2 separate regions of the Anas platyrhynchos genome follow, and region 2 is linked to region 1. The links are chromatin contacts, called in public Hi-C maps. All regions are on one chromosome and are shown on one strand. The core of a region is the stretch at or near the end of the contact, and the rest is flanking DNA. Distances in the headings are between cores, read along the strand shown.

Evidence for each region. A called contact is a pair of places that touch in the nucleus more often than the background predicts.
Region 2: a contact with region 1 is called in a Hi-C map of liver, with 2.1 times the contacts expected there. The contact joins two enhancer-like sites. A contact is called at or near these places in 3 of 8 Hi-C or Micro-C datasets (liver, skeletal muscle and subcutaneous adipose tissue).

The regions. Positions count from the first base shown.
Region 1 is chr2:54,533,555-54,539,487 of IASCAAS_PekinDuck_T2T, forward strand. No RefSeq gene overlaps it. Among named protein-coding and RNA genes, the nearest start is that of GATA6, 76 kb to the right of the region's middle. Within about 2 kb of position 2,462, at least 4 of the 8 cell types and tissues checked have an H3K27ac peak or open chromatin away from gene starts, as enhancers often do.
Region 2 is chr2:54,675,078-54,681,010 of IASCAAS_PekinDuck_T2T, forward strand. No RefSeq gene overlaps it. Among named protein-coding and RNA genes, the nearest start is that of GATA6, 65 kb to the left of the region's middle. Within about 2 kb of position 3,059, at least 5 of the 8 cell types and tissues checked have an H3K27ac peak or open chromatin away from gene starts, as enhancers often do.

The sequences.
Region 1 (5,933 bases), core at 1,212-3,711:
ATTACACCTTTGCTTGAATGGTAGGGATTGCTTAAGACATCTTCATGGCATGATAACCTGTCAGTGGTAACTAGCAGTGAGGGTAGAAGTGCAGTATGGCCATGATAATATAATATTCTTCATGAATTAATACATTGTTTTTTGCCAAAGGGTGGCAAGCTGAGAAAAGGTCGGTAGTACCGCAGCTGTTTCTGTCACCTTGCCTAGGAAGCTGGAGGCACGCCACCACGTTGTGCCTGGTAGTTTCACCCCTAAATGCTTTAGAAGGTTGCTAAGAAGCTGTCTATATCCTTGGATGAGCTGCCAATGGATTAGAAACAAAGGCACCTGAAAGGCACAGACTTTCAATGCTTGAGTGAAAGTATCCCACCACATTCTTTCTTTTTTATTATTATTATTATTTTTTATTTCCTCCTGGTACAGGAAGAACATCTGAGGGAAGAAGGGGAAGCTAGCAAACCTCGCTGATATTGCTGTAATGTGTGTACATGCAGCAGTGGAGAACACTGCAGATATCTGTGTCTGGACAGGTTAAAAAAAAAAATAAAAAAGAAAGGGGAGGGGAGGGTTAATGAACTGTTAGGTGACTGATGGCATTTCTAACCCGAAGGAGAGCTGGCCGCCTCAGAGCTGAGGTTGGTGGTGTTACCCACAGTAACTGCTAGCTCGTGTTTGCGTGTAGTTCATTTTTATTTTATTGTTCGGGTCAAAGATAAGCCAGTGGCTCTGTTAAGTGTGGTGAATATCTGGGAATAGCAGCGTGGTTCTGCTGAGCACCGCTGCCAAGACTAGAGCAAGCCAAGGGAGAGTGATCCTTTTGTCAGGGACAGAAATGTGGTCTGACACAACTTGCTTATCAGAGGGAAAGATTTTTCACTTCAGGAGGAAGTTTGGCTGGGAATGCATTGGATAACATTTCTCATTTTTTCAGGTCTGCGGGAAGTCCTGTATAAATGAATTTTCCATTAGCATAATAGCTGTGTTACTGTCCCTCCTCTCTAGAGAATGTGGATGTGGGAAATAACGTAAAGAAGACTAAAATGCTCTTAATCTATGCGAGTCAGCAAACACACCTTGCATGTTCACAGCCAGGAGCCATTTGCCCTTGGCTCATGCCAGAATAGGCAAAAGCGGTTCTCTTTTTTTTTTTTTTCCTCCTAATTTTTCATTCCAGGAATTTCTGAAGTTTCCAAGCCATCGGGCTCTAGTTAAATTAAAACCTGGTCTTCCTTTTGGTGAATACTTTGTGTAATTGGCAGTATTTGTGTGGGTTCCGGCCTCATCTTGGATCACTTTGTTTAAACGTTGGGAGCCTACATGTATTACAGAGAACCTGCATTAATGAAGTTGAAGAGATGTGTCTTCTAATTGCAGCCATGAGACTGGGATTTGTTAGATATGATTTTTGAGAGTTTTCTGGGAGTCTTCACCCAAGCCACTTAATTTGTGTTTCCTCTCATTCCTGTATGTAAAATGAGGAAAAAATAATACTTGATGGTACTAGAAGAGATCAGCTAGTGTATGCAAAAAAGCCTAGAAATAAATAAATGAGCTCCTGAGCAGCTAACATGCCTCCCCTGCCAGCTCCTTGCATGGTGGTATACCAGCTGTGTAGTGGTGTCAGACCTTTTTCTGGTGGAAAACTAAAACCCAGCTCTAGTGCTAGCTCACAGGCCTGCCAAAGACCAAACAGGCACAAAATGGACTATTGTCTTCCACCTCCCAAGCAGTGGGAATTATTAACTTATTAATTAACTAGTAATCACATACAAATATATATTTTATTATAGTTAACAAGTAACAGTCGTTATGTTTTAAAGCACCTGGTGGAAGAAATCCGCGTTGGATAAAGGAAGGGTGACGAAGTGCCAGCTCTGGACGTCCTTGGGTTTCGGCCTCGTGGTGCTGCGGTGTTGGGTGAGCTGCCAGAGGGTGTCACTGCACGCGTTACGGAGAGGGAAGGACGAGGTGGGGAAAGGGAATAAAAGTTCAAGTGTAAATTTCAGTTTCATTGTTAAGCTAGAGATAAATACAGAAACATCGATGAATCAAATCCTCGCTTTCCTGGAGAGTACAAGCATTTCCTGGAGATGCTTAATTATATTGAAATGCTTAATTATATTTATTTATTTATATGTTTGTTTTTTTTTTTTTTGTTTTTTTTTTTTTTCAAATAAATATCCCAGCTGTTCAGGACCAGATCCTCTGATATAAAAAGTCGCATTACTGCTGACTTCCATACCCATTCTGTCCCTGAGTTGTTTCCTAATGCTGAATGTTGTACACAGCGTGAATAACGCTGGTTTAAAAAAAAAGAGAGAGAGAAAAGAAAAGAAAACCAGAGCAGGCTTTCCTCAAACCCTTCAAAACCTCCTGTATGAAACTCTTGGTGTTTGCAGACCTCAGTGCCGAAGGTCGCTCTGGCTGAGGGCGCCCATCTTCCCCTGCCAACTCGCCGGCCCCACGGGCAGGCTGGCTGTGGAGTTGGGCCCTCGCAGGCCTCTGCCACCAGAAGATGCCCGTGTACACGCTCAGCCAGCCCAAAATACACCAACCTTGCCGGCTCTGGGCTGTTTACGTGATGTACATTACTACCTCGCGGTGCCTGCACTTTTGGAGAGGCCTCTTCCCCGCAGCCCGTTGCCAAGGCCCGCGCTGTCTCCGTGCGTGTTATCGCGAGGATGACAGTTTAAACAGGGCTTATCGCTGTGTATTCAATCAAGGTTTATGAGGGCTGATAAAGATGTCACCTAGTTGCTTTGTGTGTTCATTAAAACACTATTCCTCGGTAGGACTTTGCTGTATTATGTTGTTTTGTGTTTTTTTTTTTTTTTTTTTTCCTTTTCTTCACCGATTTTAGCTACCTTCTGAGGAGAGGTGTATGTGTACGAAGGGGAGGTGCCGGGCTTGCTTTAGCACCAATATTTCTGCAGGGAAGAATTAAGAAAAAAAAAGTAATTTGGTTGACCCAACCCTATCTGCATTTAATATCTCGTGTTATCAGAATTGCTTATTTAATAATTCAGTACACTTTTCCTAGGTTTAGCTTGCCCGTGGCAGTAAAGTGATATGTGTGTGCTTTATCTCCTGTGCTGTGCTGTGGCTGCAGCTCGGGGGGGGGGGTGCTGCTTGTCCCCAGGGATGCTCGGACGTTCCTCACCGCTCACTGCACGCAGATCCACTCCTCTCTTCTCCTGATGCATGGGAACGGTGTACTTGCGACACAGAAACGTAAACCTGCTTGGTGAATTGCTTCAGTTGCAAGTCAAAGCCTGAGGAATGATTGCTAGAAACAAATAGATACTTATATAAAATGTATTGATAATTTTCACGTTATCCGGATATGATGAACAGTAATAGAAAATGGACAAAATATATTTTATTTTCTTGTGTTCTAAGCTTTGTTTCTTTTCCCTTCTTTCCTTATTTTTTTTTCCTTGATCCATATCCTTTTCCCAGCTATAGTTTAGAAGCACACTGGCCTAATTGTATCTGGTAACACTTCCAGAGTTCTGCCGATCTTCAGAAAATCTCATTTTTACAGTAAGCAGAAGTTGTTCTGTTGCATTTTTTGTTGTTTGAGTAAAATTTGTTGTAAAACAAAGCAGATACACAAAACCATAATGAAAAATGATTAGTTGCAGCTGTTTGCTGTGTTATATAAGAAGGGAATGTCTAAGGGATCTATTGGCTAAAAAAAAAAAAAAAAAAAGTTGAAAATATCTAACAGACTCAGGACCCTAGCTCAGTCAGAAATCAGTTGAAATTAAGCCTGCGTGTTTAAGCTTTTTTTTTTTTTTTTTTTTTTTTTAAATGGGAAGAAACTGAATATCCAGTTGATTCCTTAGAGCCCCAGGCCACGGCAATTTCTTGTTGTTTATGGTGCAGCATATTGTATGCAGCCCTCTCTGTATCCTACAAACTTTGTGAATACTGATAGCTGTCAGCATTTCGCAAATGATTCTTTCACTTTTGTTTACAATTGCTGCTGGCAGGCACTGGGCTATCTAAGGCTTTAATGCTGTGCATGTGCTTTCATAATAAAATGTTATTCTATGAGGATAATAACACTTACTAGAGATCAGTATTAAAATTAAAAACAGAGCCTCTCCACCATCACTTGTTAACACTTCTAATGATTGTTTGCTTATTAACACAAATTTGTTATACGCTTCCATTTTAGCTCTGTGCTGTCTGGTCTAAGCAAGAGGCACTTCTGTGTATAATAATTATGAACAGCCAGGCTGATCTCTGTAATAAAAGTTACTGTAGCGTGATCTGGTCTGCTTTCTGTGAAATGTTTTATATTGAAACCAATTGTTGACCCCTGCCTTATCATTTCACTCTATCTGTTTGTCTTTAAACAGGAGTCACGGTAGTCTCTGGAATATTTCCCTGGGATGAAGCTATTTTAGCTGCTGCACTGGTGTCCATTTAGCCTTGATCGTGGAATACTCGCTGGTCATCCAACAGTACAGTACTTTCTGAAGCAGCGTTGCTATTGTTTGTGAATAGAATCTATGGAACATAGCAGAGTGGAAATCCTTAGGTCTTAATACTTGATGCTTTGAACACAATACTGTGCTTTTTACATTCTGCTCTTTATTATCACTGCAAAGCCTCTGTGGGCTTCAGAAGGGAATTAAGAGACCACTTTACTAATGAATTGTGCAAAAACATAACAAAAATACAGGTTGCACTAGACACTGTGTGCAGCAATGCCATCTACCTGCCTGCTTGTATGTGGGAAGCATTTTCAGATTACTCTATCATCTTCTGATCTGGATATCTCTAAGAAAGCTTTATTCATTTTTAAGATTTTATATATTTTTCTCTGTTTTGTTTCGTTTAACAGTCTCTCTCTTTTCCTACCTTAAAAATAAACAAATGCAAAAAAAGGTTGTCAACTTCTTGTTTTTCTTAAAGGATTCTACCATGGGCAGTCTAAAAGCATAACTGATTTGCCTTTTGGTATTTTTTGGAGTTAAATTAGAAAGTACCTTGATTACAGCTTGCTGATGGGTTCAGAAAGGCTTATTCACACAGTAAGCCATTTTGTCAGGGTGTGGAAAGGGAATCTGAAGCAGGGCAATAAAATATGCTTTTGGAAAGATTTCCAGTTTCTGTGCAGAGGTCCCATCCCAGATGCATTTGCTTACACAAATGCTGCTAAATCACCAGAACATGACTGCCATCCGAAAGCTCACCTGTCTTTGAATGTATATTGATTTCTATTTCCTCGTTTAAATCCAGAATGTTTATGTGAGCAGAGTACTGATGGGGCTGAAAATCTGGCGATAATTCGGTATATAAAAAAAGTAAACGGTCTTAAATATTAACAATACCAAGAGATCACTGATCTGTTTCTACCTAGCTGGATGGGAAGGCATTCTCAGTGCAGAATAATTAACAATTCCCTTCTGTTCTTCATTGGGTCAAACAATATATTCACCTGTGTTCTTACAGCTCTCATTTTGGCCACGCCTGGTAGTTGTTCCACCTACAGTATCAAACCTTCAACGTGTAGCTGGGCAGAAACTACACTTCATTACAGCTCTTGGCATTGGCAGTTGTCTTCACAGTGGGATCTTAGGCTGCTATCACCATTCCTTGGAGGAGTGTCAAGAGGTCTTGAAGGCTTGTAGTCACTTCTCCCCTTCCATGTTGAGAGGGGAACCTTGGCAAACGGGAAAGAAGAGGGGCCCTGTTATGGGAAAAGCTCTGAACAGTTGTGTGTGCCAACCCAGCTACCTCCCCTGAGCAGGCTGCTGCCTCGTGCAGGGAGGTGTGTGCGGTGCAGATAAAAGCACCGTGGCGGTGCTGGTGGTGCCATTGCTTTGCTGCAGTGTGTTGTGTTGTAGCCATGGCATCTGGTGATTTATGAATGTGTGTAGACTGTTGCTATGTTGAGGTGTGATTAGGTATTCATTGAT
Region 2 (5,933 bases), core at 1,809-4,308, 140 kb after region 1:
AAGTTTTCTTCCTATCATATAAACTTTGTCTTGCCCCTAAGTGACCCTCCACTCAGGTGTCAGAGTCACCAGGCTCACTAAGGAAATACAGGACGGTGTTGTCCTTGTTGCTGCACAATTTGGAGGTGGCGAACAAGTTACTTTTATTTTCATCAGCATCAGCTGCCAGGGCACTTATATTTGGTAACTGTGATGTCAGAAGTCAGTCCTTTGGGCATGGTCCTGGGTCCCCTGTTTTGAAACGTCTGGCAAGACGCAATCAGTCGTTCCACAGTTTTTAGATTTCCCCATCATACAATGACAAACTGTGTTTTCCCAGGTACTTTTCAGGGCAGGCAGCTCTCAAGCATCTAGAAAAGCAGCTACCAGCTTGGCTCACCCACCACCCATGCTCCCATCAGTGCTGTACCCCCTGCTGCTCTGGTCTGAAGGACAGCCCTGCCTGGGAGGCTGCGCAGCCACATTTAGCTGCATTTGAGCATTTAGCTGCACAGCCACAGGCTGAAGCTGCTTCTCTGCAGCTTTCTCTCTCGTTTTCTGACTGATGGCTGCAACTGGCTCAAGGTGCCAGCATGTGGAGCACCCCTTGGTAGTCACCTGCCCTCTCCCAGGCTCATCAGAGCTCCTTTTTTCTGCCCTGTAAAATTATTTCACTCGCATCTAAACCCGTTTTAGCCGTTTAACTGGCTAAAATGTTTTCGCCCCATTATGGAGAGCGGGTAAATACCTCCTCCTGTCGAACTTCCCTGACAAGGCATGCAGGCCAACAAACACAGAACCACAGGAGGCAGGAAACAGCCCCAGAGCTGGCGCTGGTGCCGTTTCCTACCGAACTGCAAGCTCATTTCACTGAAGCTGCGAGCTCCTAGCACGTAACACAAGCTGGCAAAACGTGGCGTCTGATTGAAACACGGCATGCCTCTGCTGTGTTGTGTGATATGCCAGAGCTGACAGGTATGAATATAGGCTTAAATGCAGTTTTCACTCATTTGCAGTGACTCCTCGTGCTTCCACTGACTGTTTGTTTGATTTGAACTAACAGTTCCCTGGGTTTGCATTTGGAGGAGCATGAGAATCCATCTTCCAGGGGAGGAACAACTGGACAGTGGAGGTGTTGTTACCAAATGCACTCCCTCCTGCATCAGCTTCTCTCTGTGCTCTCAGAGACTGCAGCCTAATGCTTGTTAAAATATTATTTCCTGGATGGTTCCAAATGTTGCTTCCCAGGGGAAGAAATAATAAAATACATGGAAGATGCTTATTAAAAAATAAATAATAAGAAAAGAACAACTCTTTCAGCCAAACAAGCACTAAAATCTGCCACATTCCATTCAAAAGACAATGGAATAGGAAATGAAACATAAGAATATGCCTACCATTAAGCAAAAAAGTCGCCCTGTCAAAGGGCTGTAAATAGTAAAACCAGAGAGTATTCACTGTAGCAGTGAAGCCTGGGTCTAAGCAGATTCTCTGCAAGGGGTATAAATTGCCTCTGCCTTTGCTAATTGGTGCACAGCAGAGCCCAGGCATCAGTTCTCCATCGTTAAGTTTTTCTAAATTCTCCCAAACAATTTTAATGCGAGTACAATACAACCTTGAGAGCAGTCCTGGAAGATATCCGAATGTCCAGTTCTCAAAACAAGATTTCAACATGCGTCACGTCCCTCCTTGGACTATTTTGGCCAAGGGTGACAGGATCAACCAGAATTCCAGGTTACAGTTCATTAGTCCATGACAGCTAGATTATCTCTGTCTGCAAGTAGGGCAGCTCTGACCATACACACCAGGATCTTTTAAACAATTCCTAGGATACTTATCTTGATGCAATTTTTGTGCCTCTGAGCAAAAAATAGAAGCAATTAGACCTGAACTGAAGGTGTAATCAGCTAGGAAAACAGCTGAAGATTTATAATAAATTCTACCGCAAATGCAAAATTTCCAGTGTGAAAGAGAAGATCCTTTCAAGTCAGGATCTTCAGAAATCACCTTCAGATGGAGCTGGGCTGTTTCATATGATTTGGCTCGGTTTTGTGCTGGGCTGAGGAATCAGAAAAAATGTGCTTTAAAATCATCCCAAGTTAGTGAAACAAATTACCAACAGCACAGGCGATTAGTCACTGGAACGCTTTACTCTGGGAAATGGTGAATACTCCAATGCTTGATGCCATCAGATCAAGACTGGACATCTTTCAGGAAGGTCTTGTGTCAGGCAGGAGAAGTTATTGAGCTCGTCTTGTGATTATTTTTACATCAGAAGTGGGAATGGCTGACGAGGAACCTGAAAACATGACAAAAATCTGTGAAAGCAGGTTAGTGGGGTTCCTTATTTGATCTCCCAGTGTAGCAGTCAAAAAGAGTCTGTGCTCAGAAATGAATTGAGTGTTGTCTGAAGAGAGGCTGAGTCAGTACAGCTATCAGCTCCCTCTCAGCGCTGCATCGGCTCTGCAGTGCTGACAGCAGTAAAAACTTGTTTATTGATTGTCAATGAAGTATGACTTGAATATGCACAGTCTTCAAACAGAAGAGGAAAAAGATGATTTTACATCATCATCGGTCTGGCTATCACTGCACATAGCTGCACTGGGCTGATCCAGTTACATTTTCTGTTGTTAAAGTTTGCGGGTTTTTTTGTTTTGTTTTGTTGTTTTCAGGAAAATTACTCCCATATTAGAAGAATTAACTAGTATCCTGGAAAAGAAAATGTTGACTCAGATAAGGAAAATGACTGCTGGAAGCACAACAGAAAGTGAATTCTGCCTTTCATTTAACTCTTTAATTTCTATGTACCCATGGGAATTTTGCAAAAGATGGGAAGCAAAGACATGCACAAAATGTAGAAACTGAAAAAAATATGAAAAGAGAAAACAGAAACAGTGTGTGTCATTGAAAAATACCTTGATTTTTTGGAAGAAACAAATATTTTACTTCCCCTTCTCCGCAGGCATTATTCTGTAAAAACAATACAAAACATTTCAGCCTGTTCTAGTGATGACTTTGTAGGACTGACCCCCATGCAGAAAGCCAAAGCAATGTCTGTGACTCAGATAAGACACAACAAGCCCTATTTTGAAGACATCCTTTTGCAAAGGCTTGAATTCCACTCTTTAAATACATGGAGGCAGCCCTGTCTAAGATGACGCAGACACGATAGTGCCATCTAAGCAGCAATGCTGTGGCTGAAGATGTTTTCAGCCCCAGCTCCTATTCTGGGGTACTTATCATAGGTTTGCTTTGGGACCCACTGTGCTGGGTGTAGTGCAAACCATACCAATGAAGCAAAGTTTGCTTGCAGTTTTTAATGACCCTCATGCTTACAAGGAGAAAAGTTTGGAAAGTATGGAAAAATGACATTGGGTTTCTGTGCTCTTTTCTGTAAGAGCAGGGCAGTCAGTATTCAATGACAGAATAAAAAGCCACAGAGTCAGAAAATAGGTTACACATGGATTTTGGTTTGGCTGCTGCAAATCCAAAAACGTATTTTAGAAATTTCAGAATTCTCTCACACTCAGAGATTCATGCTGATAAATGGGCTTGGCACACAGCAAGTAATGCGATTTAGGGTCACACCTCTGCTACCAGACCTCCAAGCATGTCAGCGATCAAACACGGACCCATTCATTTCTCTATTTCCATGTGCATCCATTTAAACCAGAACATGCTTTACACCCCTGTGAGGGTATGGTAGCTCTTCCACCAACTTTGTGCTTTCTTTGCAATGACAGAAATGGCTCAGCAAAGTGCAGAATGACAAATAATTGGATCCCCATAGGATAAGTCCAGGTTACATGTGCAAGACAGAACCCAGGGCTCTGCCCCACTGAAAGAAGGGGCCAAAAGCACAGGAGTTGGACGGGTAGCCTGACTTCAGGGAGAGGAACTCAAGATTTGCACCAAAAATACTCAGAGCAATACACAGCTATTGAAGCAGGCCGAATTCCCAGGGATGCTTGGCATGTATACCCACTCCATATGAGATTTTATGTTGGTGGTGGTTCTTAGAAGGTCTCAGTCTAGCCTTGTTTCTCAGTTTTACAGCACATTGTGAAAGCCCACAGGATTACCCCATGCTATTCAAATTGCATATTTTCTCCATCATGGCAGAAAATTCTGCCATCATCTCTGTCCAGAAGAGCATTACCAGTTAGGTGGCTGCCTGAAGATGGTGACAGGGTTTGTCTGATCTTCCATTCTTGCCTCAGGTGATTCTGCATGCTCAAAGGGAGAGCTGTGGATGACCTACACTTTCAGAGACCATGTTCATGCATGGTTTTTTTTGTTTGTTGGTTTTTTGTTTTGAGACGTTGTACGCCTGCCTGGAGTCTGAAAACTTAAAATGTAGGGCTGCCCAAATTTCCATAATTTCATAGATGGAAAACACATTTCAGATCTCAAGTGGAAGCTAATACAATAATGAAGCTCTCAGGACCAAGTTAACACACAGCTTGTACACATACTGTTATGGCAGCATTCTTTACAAAGCGTTTACAACTGCAACTATATTTTAAAGTAAGATGGGAATTGTATAACTGGCTCAGTCTCTCATCCCCATCATTGAAAATGTGTGTGCAAATCCCAACACACTCAAAGGATGTTGCATGAGAATTACAAAAATGGTTTAAAGAGTTGTAGAGAGCAAGGCCAGGGTGCTGCTTGCTGTTAGCACTCTCGTAAATTCATTTTTCTCTTTTCATTTTTTTTTCAGTATTTCTCCTCCCACACCTTTGCCCTCTCTGCCTTTCTGAACTTTCACAGATATTTAAACATTGGCTTTGGTACTGAAACTGGGCCCTGATCTTATGTGAAAAACAAGGAAAACCTTCTGAAGGAATAACCTAAGTGTAACACCAGATAAATTAAAAGTACTCTCTGCTGTCATTCAGCAAAGCCATGTGCAGACAGAGAACTTTCACAGCTATTAAAAAAAAATGTGCTATTCGGTGCAAACTTGCCATCTGGCTCCTAGTGCTGGATTCCACTACAGTGTGCTTCTTGAGATTACACTCATCTGCCAGCCTCCCCCTCTCCTCCCAAGGCACTTAGGAAGACTCTTCTGGGAATAGAAAGTGAATTATTTTATCCCAATCACCATGCAGCTAACTATACATGGTAATTAAACAAAGAGACATTCTCCTTCTGCCATTGGAGGCAAAGGTTTTCTTGTTAGTCATAAATAACAAGCACTCTTTGGGAAGATGAAAAGATATTTACAGAATAAACTGGTATACTGTTATCACGCTGATGGCCAGGCAAAGATAATCAAGCATTAAAATAGAAAACAAGGGAAAGATATTCAAAGCCAAGGCTTCTTATGCCATCTTTAATGGATGCAGTTGTTCTGGATGATCACAAGCATCTTTGAACACAGAAGAGAGGGGGAACGTTTATCTCCAATTTAAACAGCCATGAAGCCAGTGGAGTCCACCAGGAATGAATGTGGTTAGCTGGGAGACCTCACCTCCTACGGACAAGGGAGTACCTTTATTAATCCAAGTGGCCTCCATAAATAGCATCTTCCATATCAACATTTGCAGGATGAGGCCCTACTAGTTGGCAAGGTGGGGAGCTTTTCCATGCAGCTCCCATTGCATGTCTGGGAAATATTAACATTCAAGCAGAGGAAAGTACTCTTGTTTGTACCAAGCACCACTGACTTCAGCTGGGGGAGACCTGCAAGACACAAACCTCTCCAAGAGCACCCACTCACTTGGCAGCCGCCCTCTCCTGTCGGCAGTCCCAGATGATTCACACTCTCCTCACGCCCTCTCTGCTGCTGACCCTGATATTCCCACCAGGCCTCAACCAGTTTGCTGAGTTAGAAATTCGCAACAACACACCGTGATGTTGCAGCTCTGACCCCAAACTGGAAATTCCCAGATGGCCCAAGCTTTTCTATTTCTGACCTGAAAGTTAATTTCCCTGATGATTCAAATAAT